Linked DNA regions of Mus musculus: region 1 is linked to region 2. The links are chromatin contacts, called in public promoter capture Hi-C maps. All regions are on one chromosome and are shown on one strand. The core of a region is the stretch at or near the end of the contact, and the rest is flanking DNA. Distances in the headings are between cores, read along the strand shown. Region 1 holds the start of Bub1 (BUB1, mitotic checkpoint serine/threonine kinase). Region 2 holds the start of AI847159 (expressed sequence AI847159).

Evidence for each region. Promoter capture Hi-C pulls out the DNA fragments that hold promoters and counts their contacts.
Region 1: a contact with region 2 is called in a promoter capture Hi-C map of pre-B cells, with 2.4 times the contacts expected there. The contact joins the promoter of Bub1 here to the promoter of AI847159 in region 2. A contact is called at or near these places in 2 of 39 promoter capture datasets (hippocampal neurons and pre-B cells), 1 of 484 Hi-C or Micro-C datasets (CD4 T cells) and 2 of 115 datasets of contacts at active chromatin or transcription factors (astrocytes and embryonic stem cells).

What each region holds. Positions count from the first base shown.
Region 1 is chr2:127,828,758-127,833,203 of GRCm38.p6, forward strand. Bub1 (BUB1, mitotic checkpoint serine/threonine kinase) reads right to left here and starts at 3,102. Exons shown (of 25, transcript NM_009772.2): 1 at 2,963-3,102; 2 at 921-980; 3 at 681-819. The coding sequence starts at 2,988.
Region 2 is chr2:129,177,384-129,182,115 of GRCm38.p6, forward strand. It overlaps AI847159 (expressed sequence AI847159), which reads right to left and starts at 3,290. Exons shown (of 3, transcript NR_045264.1): 1 at 3,071-3,290; 2 at 2,827-2,876; 3 at 765-1,500.

The sequences.
Region 1 (4,446 bases), core at 1,852-4,351, 1.3 Mb before region 2:
GTTTCTCTGTGTAGCCCTGGCTGTCCTGGAACTCACTTTGTAGACCAGGCTGGCCTCGAACTCAGAAATCCACTTGCCTCTGCCTCCCAAGTACTGGGATTAAAGGAGTACGACACCACCTCCAGGCTGCCTCCTTCTTTTAGTACTATGTCTGCCTGCCTCTCTCTCCCAAGTGAGCCACAACTGTCCCCAACCACATTTCTTATCTAACAATTCATTTAACTTTTAGTTCCTATCATGTTAGAACATTTAGACATATGAAATAAAGATGGGTTTAAAATTAAATCATTGATTCTTCAGTATTTCAGAAGCCAATGCTCTAAAATATATACTTCTGACTATATAACTTCTAAAACATTCATGAGTCAAAATAAGAAATTTATATTAAAAAAGGCAGTCTAAAATGATCTTAACAAGGGAGGAGTCCAAAAGCCAGCCAATTGTTGGGCACCCCTTTAATCCCAACACTTGGAGGTAGAGGTAGGTGGATCTCTTTGAGTTCCAGTCCAGCCTGGTCTACACAGTGAGTTCCAGGATAGCCAGGGCTACAACCCCCACCCCCTTCCAAAAAACCAAAACAAAACCAAAAACAACAACAGCAAAAAAAAAAAAAAAAAAAAAAGGGGAAAGGACCAGAAGTAAAACATTATATTTAGTTATCTACCTGAAATTATACTTACAAATTTTAAGCAATAATTGATGAATCTTGAATCATTGTGGTAGTTCTTCTTATGTAAAAATTCCTTCATTAAATGTTCTAATAATGTCATCAAGTATTCTTTATTGTCAGGAAAATTCTCTTCTACCCACTTTATAAAGCTAGAAAAAAATACGGATATTAGTTTTCCACGGATATTAGTTTTCCACAGGGTAAAATATGGTTCCTTTGTTTAAAGGAAAACAAACAAACATGCACTAACCTTTCCCATTCTCCAAGTGGGTCATTACCCGTGTAGCTTTGCATATGGGCTTCAAACATGCTAGAATAGAGAAGTACACACATGAAAGAAAGAATAATTCCTAGATGACAAAGATATATTTGATTCTACATTATGTTATCTATGTACTAGAGAATGGAAATCTTGACTTCAACAACCCAAATATCACATAAAAGAGCAATCATTCAGAAGTGTTCAAAAAGTCAGAAACAGTATTTGCTTCATAGTCTATCTAGATTAGTTGATCTCCAACGTCATTGTCTTATTTCTCAAGAGCACAGCTAAGTTAGAGGGTTAGACTAAGATCCAAAGAATGCCTCTCCTTTTGGTGTGATAGCCCCAGTAATTCAATTCGGAGTTTCCAGAGACTGTTGGCTTGAGTCCAAATCTAACATTGTCCCAAAGGAAGAGCCCATGATGACAATGCTCCCAGAGGACTTTGCTTCCCTTACTTCCATAGTACCTAACCACAGCTTAAGAAGTCAGGCAAACAAATCAGGGCCCAATGACCTCAGATGCTAGTGGGATAAACAAACACAAACATAAAAATAGTACCATGTTTCGTTAACTATTAAATAGAAAAGGGGGGCAAACTAAAGGAGTAAGAGTGGGCATATGTTATACTTAAGGACTTGTTAGCTAGCTACCACAGGCATGTTAGGGAAATCATACAGGCTGACAGAACTTGAGCAGAAAGAGTCAAATAAAGTGTGAAGAGAAGAGGTGGCAAGCTCTATCTGCATTTTAAATGTCTTCTTTGTTCCTTCACAAAAAGGAGCAGGGCTGGAACCATAAACAGTAATGAGTTCAGAAGTTACAGCAAGTAAGGGTGAGAATAGTATGTGTACAACTTTGGAGAGAGGATACATGGCAATTAACTGTATTCTCAGTATGCATCAAGTTGAGAAACAACCATAGGTTTTTAAACTGAGAAATGATAAGATTAGGAGAAAAAGAATTTAAAAGTAGTATTTTGGTAGATGACCAGAAAACTATATCTCAAAATATATTTCACTGGCAAACTGAAATGATCATTCAGAGAAACTGCAATGGTTTTCTCATAATTTAGTAGAGATTTTAGCAATTTATTTTTAAGTCAACGATTCTCACTTTTTCACTTTGGATTCATTTTGGATTCTTTTTAGCATGTTTGAAATGTCAGCACTACTTCTGTGTTTAGAAGTTCTTATTTAGCAAAATAAGAAATACAAATATTTGTCCAAGATAAACAAACATTGAATAGCCCCACACCAACCACACCTCCTGGGAAAATGGCTTAAACATCAAATCATTAAAATAAATTAGTCTTTAAAAATCAAAATACCTAGCTTCTATTTTAGAACGGGGAGGGGAAATCCTTAGTCGATCTGATCAAAAATTAAATTGCTTAACGCCAACAGATTTTGGATATCTTACTCTTAGAATACCTAAAGAACTGATGAAAATAAAATTGTATTTCTTGTAACATCCGATTTAACAGTTTTAAATGGCTTAACATCACAGGCTGAGTAAGTCACCTAAGCGCCCGCCCCCAGACCCCAAAACAAAAACAAATAACCAATCAGTGCCTGCAGGAAGCCTCAAATGACTTAATAGCAAGCATTCCCCCCCCCCCATAAAGTTCAGCTTTAATTTTTTTCTTACGTATCAGGCAATCGAGAAATAATAAATTCTTTCCTTAGTTGGGTGGCATTTTTATCAGACTTTGAAATTTTCTCCAAAAATCTCCACCACCACACAAGTTTGGGTTTTGAAGGCGGGGCGTCCCTCGCGTCTAGAGGAAGTTCCCCATGGAGAAGATACGTGACTTCAGAAGGTTCCGCAGACTGCCCAAATCCTCGGCACAAAACGGTAGCCGGCTGCAGCTTGCACGTCTACTCGAGTGACCCGGGGGCTACCGCCTTGGCTGAGGCCTGGTGCAGCGAACCCGCTGAGGAAGCGGCGCTGAGGAGAAAGCGCGCCTGAGGGACCCGGACTCTAACCGTCCCGACCGGCCCACCTCACCGCACCTGACCGACACTTACCGAAAGACATTTTCTAGGTTGTCCATGACGAGAAAAAACGCGCAGCGGCGAAATACCCCACCAGCCGCCGACCAAACTCCCCATCAGCCCCTAACCCCGAGTCTCGAAGGCCGCCGGCGATTCGAATTCCCCGCGCAGCCGCACTTGTGATGTCGAACGTGGGCAGCGCGCCTGACTATTGGTCTCCGCTGCGGGAGAGCTGGCCAATCGCTGCGGCCGTTGCTGGGAGACAAAGTCCCGCCTCCGTCCCCGCCCCCTCCGTCCCTAGCCCGCAGTTCTTTTCATTTGCCTTTTAGTGAGTCCTATGCTAGGTGCTGACTGAGCTAAGGTTTGTTTCCATTCTAGTGAGACACTAGCCATGTTTTGGCATAGAGTTATTATTATTACTTTTTAAAAAACGGTATAAATGGCAACTGGCTTACAGTATTACACTACCAGGCCGAACGTGACGATTCTGTGACTGAAACCCCTTTGAGTCCTCTTGGGTCTTGAGAGTCACTCACGAATTTTTGTCCTCTTTGCTTAACAGAAATGGCATAGCTGGTGAGCTGGCTCGGTGAATAAAAGCATCCACAAGGTGGAAGGAAAGAAAACCAACTTCCTCAAGTTGTCCTCTGATCTCCACATGCATGCCGTGGCACATACTCATATAACAAATGAGGAAACCACAATCATTATGTCTGGTTCACGAATGAAGACAAATAGCCATGTATATGTGTGTGTGTGTGTGTGTGTGTGTGTGTGTGTGTGTGTCCATCCAGAGTTTTATGGGATCCCATGCCTTTGGCCTCTGCCACACTTGGTTCACATAAAGGCACACCCACACGTATTTGTAAAATATTCATAGTAATTTTAAAGAGTCCGGAAGTCCAAGAATAAATATTTAACATGTTCATGTGCCCTGAGAGTGAGTTGAGAAATAATCTAGTCTTCCCTGCTTCTTGAGTTTTAATAACTTCCCACTTTGCCTCTCTAGGGTCACTTGACCAAAGCAAGTAGAACATAAAAGACTCATGCGATTACTACCTTCCTGTTTCTAAAGGTCCTGGGAGTTTTTCAGCTCCTTCAAGTTGATAAAAAAGATATTGCAGCTTCTGGACAGATAGACATTTTCTAACCTAGAGAAAAGAATTATGAGTGATTTCCCATTTGATTTCCTAGAATCATCTAACTAGAGGAACATTCCTGACATGTCTTTATAGCTGCACACGAAAATATTGTCTGTGGCCATGATATTGGCAGAATTGGTAAACACCACTAGAGGGAGTTCCAGGTTCTTGCATTCCTCGTAGATAGTAGCAAGCAAAGTAGATTAAGAATACACTTCCAATGTTTGGCTGCTAACATCTGCCTCTATTTGTAAGGCTCTGGCAAGGCCTCTCAGGAGACAGACATATCAGGCTCCTTTCAGCATGCACTTCTTGGCATCCACAATAGTATCTGGGTTTGATAATTGTATATGGGATAAATTCCCAGGTGGGACA
Region 2 (4,732 bases), core at 2,040-4,539:
TTCAAGAAAAAAGGAACAAAAATAGAAATTAAAAAAAAAAAAAAAAGCAGAGACTAATGAGCTTAGCTACCTGCTGTAGGGCATGGCAGAGACAGGACAGGAGGGATAAAGCAGATGGAGTGGGAACAGGACTTCTAGACAGAGCCTTTTGTTCTGACATGACATTTAGGAGCCACTGCAAAATTAAAACTGAGAGTAAAATTTGGAAGAATATGGAGAACCCTAAAATCAAATGAAAAACAGAAATAAACAAATTAAAAGATAATGCCCTTTGACCTCCATCTTGCCTCTTTATAGTTAAAGCAATCAAACTTTTATGACGCATGAAGCAATTAATTAAACAATTCATTTAATCTCTGTGATTTCCTTTAGTCATGGCTACTTTGACAAGGCCTGGGATGGGTGATTTAAAAGTGCTCTAGGCCTCTGTGGGAGATGCTCCTAATCTGGCAGAGACTTGATGCCTCAGGGTTGGGGAAATACCCTGGCGGGGTTGGGGCGGGGCAGGGGGGCCCTCTCAGAAGAGAAGGGTATGGGGGAGGGTCTCTGGGGGGGCACCAGGAAAGGGGCAGCATTTGGCATGTAAATAAATAAATAACAAAAACCAAAAACCATTGAAGCCAGGTTTTTCAATCAGGTTGATGTTAGAACTCAGCTCTGAGAGCCTATTGTATATTCAGCTCTGGGACAGGCACAGAGAGAGTTAAGTGTCCCCGGGTTCCAGGAGTCTATAAACTCAGAGACAAACATCACAAGGTCACACATAAGGAGAGGAGTGATTCCTTTTATTACCCATAAACATTTAAGTGCCATAAGGAGATTTTAGGCATTTTGAGTGTTCTTTGTGGATTGGCTTCCTAGAAGATAAGAAAACTGAGCTAATCCCTGTGGGTTGGATTCAGACAGGGAAAAAGATGAGGGGAAACAAAGAGCAGAACTCACTGAGAGCAGAGGGCGCTCGGGCAGGGATGAGGAGGGGTAGACAGTCCATGCAATGGAGGAGCTCATATATAACTTTCTGGTGACCTCTTAGAGTCCTCAGTCCCACAGGAGGAAGTTGTCCACAAGGGCTGGGGTAAAGGTATTGAATTTCTGATCCCAAATCTCAGTCCTTTGGTAGCTACATCTTGGTAATGGGTGTTTTGCCTTGCCGCTTTCCAATGACTGGCTCAGCAATTGCTGAGGAAAAGGCAGACAGACAGGGGACATTTTGTACGTAGAGTGGTCAACAGTCTTTTTGCATAAGGGAAAAGGAATACGCTCGCTCTTAAGGTCCTTTACACCCTCCCCCACCCCCGAGTCTGGGCGGAGATGCAGAAGTAGGTGTTGGGCCACTCCCTGTTTGCAAAGTAGGAAATGGAATGCTCCAACCTGCTGTGATTTTCTATAGTCAACCTGTCTGCAACCGCAGGAGTGTCAGGGGAAGGGCCAGGAGACAACACTTCTCCTTCGAATTCCTTCCAGCTGTGCTGAGGCTTGGTAGTGAGAATGTTGGTTTCTCTGAAAAACACAGACATATTATAAGACTTTTAATCCCAGGTGTGGGATATGCGGCTGACGATGACTTGCCTCCTGCTCTAAGAAGGGGCGTGGTTTTGCCAGCCGCAGATACTTTCTGTTATTGTATGAGATCTGGAATTCTGGCGACCTTTCAGAGGATGTATAAATGCTAGCACCCCAATCGACGGGGCTGACTGGCCAGTTGTTGGTTCAATGTTGGTTGTTGGTTGGTTGCTATTTGTTAAATAGTTGTGCACAAAGAAACAAGAAATGAGATATCCACCGGGCAGTGGTGGCGCACACCTTTGATTCCAGCACTCGGGAGGCAGAGGCAGGTGGATTTCTGAGTTTGAGGCCAGCCTGGTCTACAGAGTGAGTTCCAGGACAGCCAGGGCTATACAGAGAAACCCTGTCTCGGAAAAAAGAGAGAGAGAGAGAAAGAAGGAGAGAGAAAGGAAGAAAGAGAGAGAGAGAAAGGAAGAAAGAGAAAGATATCCTGACTGTGAAGATCAAACTTGCCCTAAGGAACTCAACAGCCCTAATCAGCAGGAATTATCCTAACAATATCATCGCCCCCTTTCCCCGCCATCCTTTTCTCTCTTCTATCTAATATTAAGGGGTTGAAAAAGTGGAGAAGGGTAAAGAAAAAAGCATCCACAAAATAGCCGAAAGGACAGGCTATAGGGCTCAGCAGGGAAACCCAGAGAACATGAGAAGAGAAAACCCCTGTGCTTTGTGAGGGGAGGCACAGCTGAGTCTGGTAACCAGACAGCAACACTGGCTCTAGCCAGACAGGAACATACAAGGAAAATCTAAATGTAGAAATTCCTATCGGACCATGGACTCATGTAGCATACATCTTAATCAGAATCAGTAATGAGGTAAGTCTAAAAAGGCCTTGAGGTAGAAACAAAGGCAACATCTGGCCTTCAAGTGGCTGTCCTCCACTGTTCCACCCCCCTTCCCTTAAAAAATATTATATATACACATATACATACATACATTAAATATAATATAAATACTCAATTATATATACATATTTATATTTATATATCCATATCTCCCACTTTTGTTCTTCTCATCCCTGTCTGTTCCCATCACTCTGGGTCCTTTCCCAGCATTCACACCAAGGTCTTGGTAGCAGCTCCAGCCATGGGGCTTGGGGCTGTGGCTTGGTATCCGTGCTTCATCAGAAGCATACCATTTCCCTTCCTTCCCTAGCCAATGTCAGAACCAGCCATCAGGCCTAAAGAAGGAGGTGGCTTCTCCCATGACACCCCTCAGACTGTGGTTTTTACATCCTGTGCTGGTGGCCTTTGTACTTACCCCATCCGGAGCTTTCCAGATGTGGTAGCCAACTTTTGTTTTTCTTTCTCCTAGAGCAAGACACAGCTCTGATAATATTTGTATACTATTTGAGGAATGGATATTTTCCTTTAAGTCAATATTTTCAAAACTTTTTAAACCCCCACCCACACAAAGAAATACATTTTATATTATGAACAGTTTACACACACATACACACACACACACACACGCCTTACCACAATTTTCAGGAAATAATACTCACATTGTTGAATGTGCTCTGGTATTTTCTTTCATTTCAGTTTTTTACAAGGCTTCCTGTGTGGGTTTGGAGATGCAGCTCGGCGGTAGAGCACTTGCTCAGCAAACATGAAACTCTAGCACCGACACCAAAAAGCACTTGTTGGGACCTTAAGATAGAAAGCTCTGTCCTAAAGAGCAGAGATACTCCGGTCACTGTTAAACTGAGAAAGCTTTGCATCCAAACCTGGTCAGATTAGGATTAAGCTATAATCAAATGAGGGCTCTGGCCAGTCCTGCTTTGCAGACTGTGAACTTGACCTTGTTGCCAAGGAAGGAGCCTCTCCAGGGTTAGCTGACAGTGGCGATGGCCTCATGGTCTGGATATAGGACCTGCTTGTGCTTTTTGTATTTTTCCTCTTTGGTTCCTTGTATTTTTTCCTTTTGTATTGTACCCTTTCGTCTTTTTCTTTTTCTCTTTCTTTCTTTCTTTCTTTCTTTCTTTCTTTCTTTCTTTCTTTCTTTCTTTCTTTTTTTTTCGGGACAGGGTTTTTCTGTATAGCCCTGTCTGTCCTGGAAATCACTTTGTAGACCAGGCTGGCCTCGAACTCAGAAATCCACCTGCCTCTGCCTCCCGAGTGCTGGGATTAAAGGCGTGTGCCACCACACCTGGCCCCTTTTCGTATTTTTCTAGGGAGACTTAGAGGGATCCAGCAGGCCATGGAAGGACAAAGCAGGCCACTGTCTCAGAATGACAGAAGCTGTCCTTGGCCAAGGAGTAGAGAGTTAACAGTGGGTTCATAGAGCTCAGGAATGCCTACAATAGCATGTTTAGATTTACTAATCTAAGAAATTAAGAAAACAAGCCTGGACTTTAGAGACGGGGCGGGGGGGGGGGGGGGGGCGGGGGGATACAAAGTGGCTCTTAGGCCTAGAGAGGCAGGAGGTGATTGGACATTCAACGGGAATAGTGGCAGGTGATAAGCAGTTGCCCCTCCTCCTGCCTAGCATAGCCTCACCTTGAGCAAGAGGTGAGAGGAATGCAGGGCTGGGGAAGATTATTCCAGTCTTCCATCCCAATATAGCAACATTCCAGCTATAAAACCTTTTAGTCAGTTAAAAATAACTTCATAAAACATAATTGATATATAAATCATGAAATTACACTGCAAAGTGTTGTCATGATTCTGTTTGTGTCCTGGTAACACTACCTACACATCTTGTACAGAGAAAGACCTTGCAGACATGGGGGTGGGGGAGCGGCTACTTTCTAGCCATTCCGATAGGGGGCACTCCACCTCCATGAGGAAAGCTGATAAGAACGATCCAACTATGATTTGGCCGAGGCTAACTTACCAGGGTCTTTGTTCTTTTAACTTTATCAAATACTTTCTAGGATAGCAGTGATCAGTCTGTCAAAGGGACAGCACTGGGCTGGAGAGATAACTGATCGCTCTTTCAGAGGACCTGAAGTCAGTTCCCAGCACCTACTCCGTAGCTAACAGTCCTCTGTAACTCCAGTTCCAGGGGAACCTGACACCCTCTTCTGGCCTCCTCCGACACAGTATACATATGCTACACAGACATACATGCAGGCAAACCCACACATTTTTTAAAAAAGATCTCAAGGGTGGGAGAACGAGGGGGAGGGAATTTAAACTTTTTGAGTCAGGGTCCAGGATGGTCT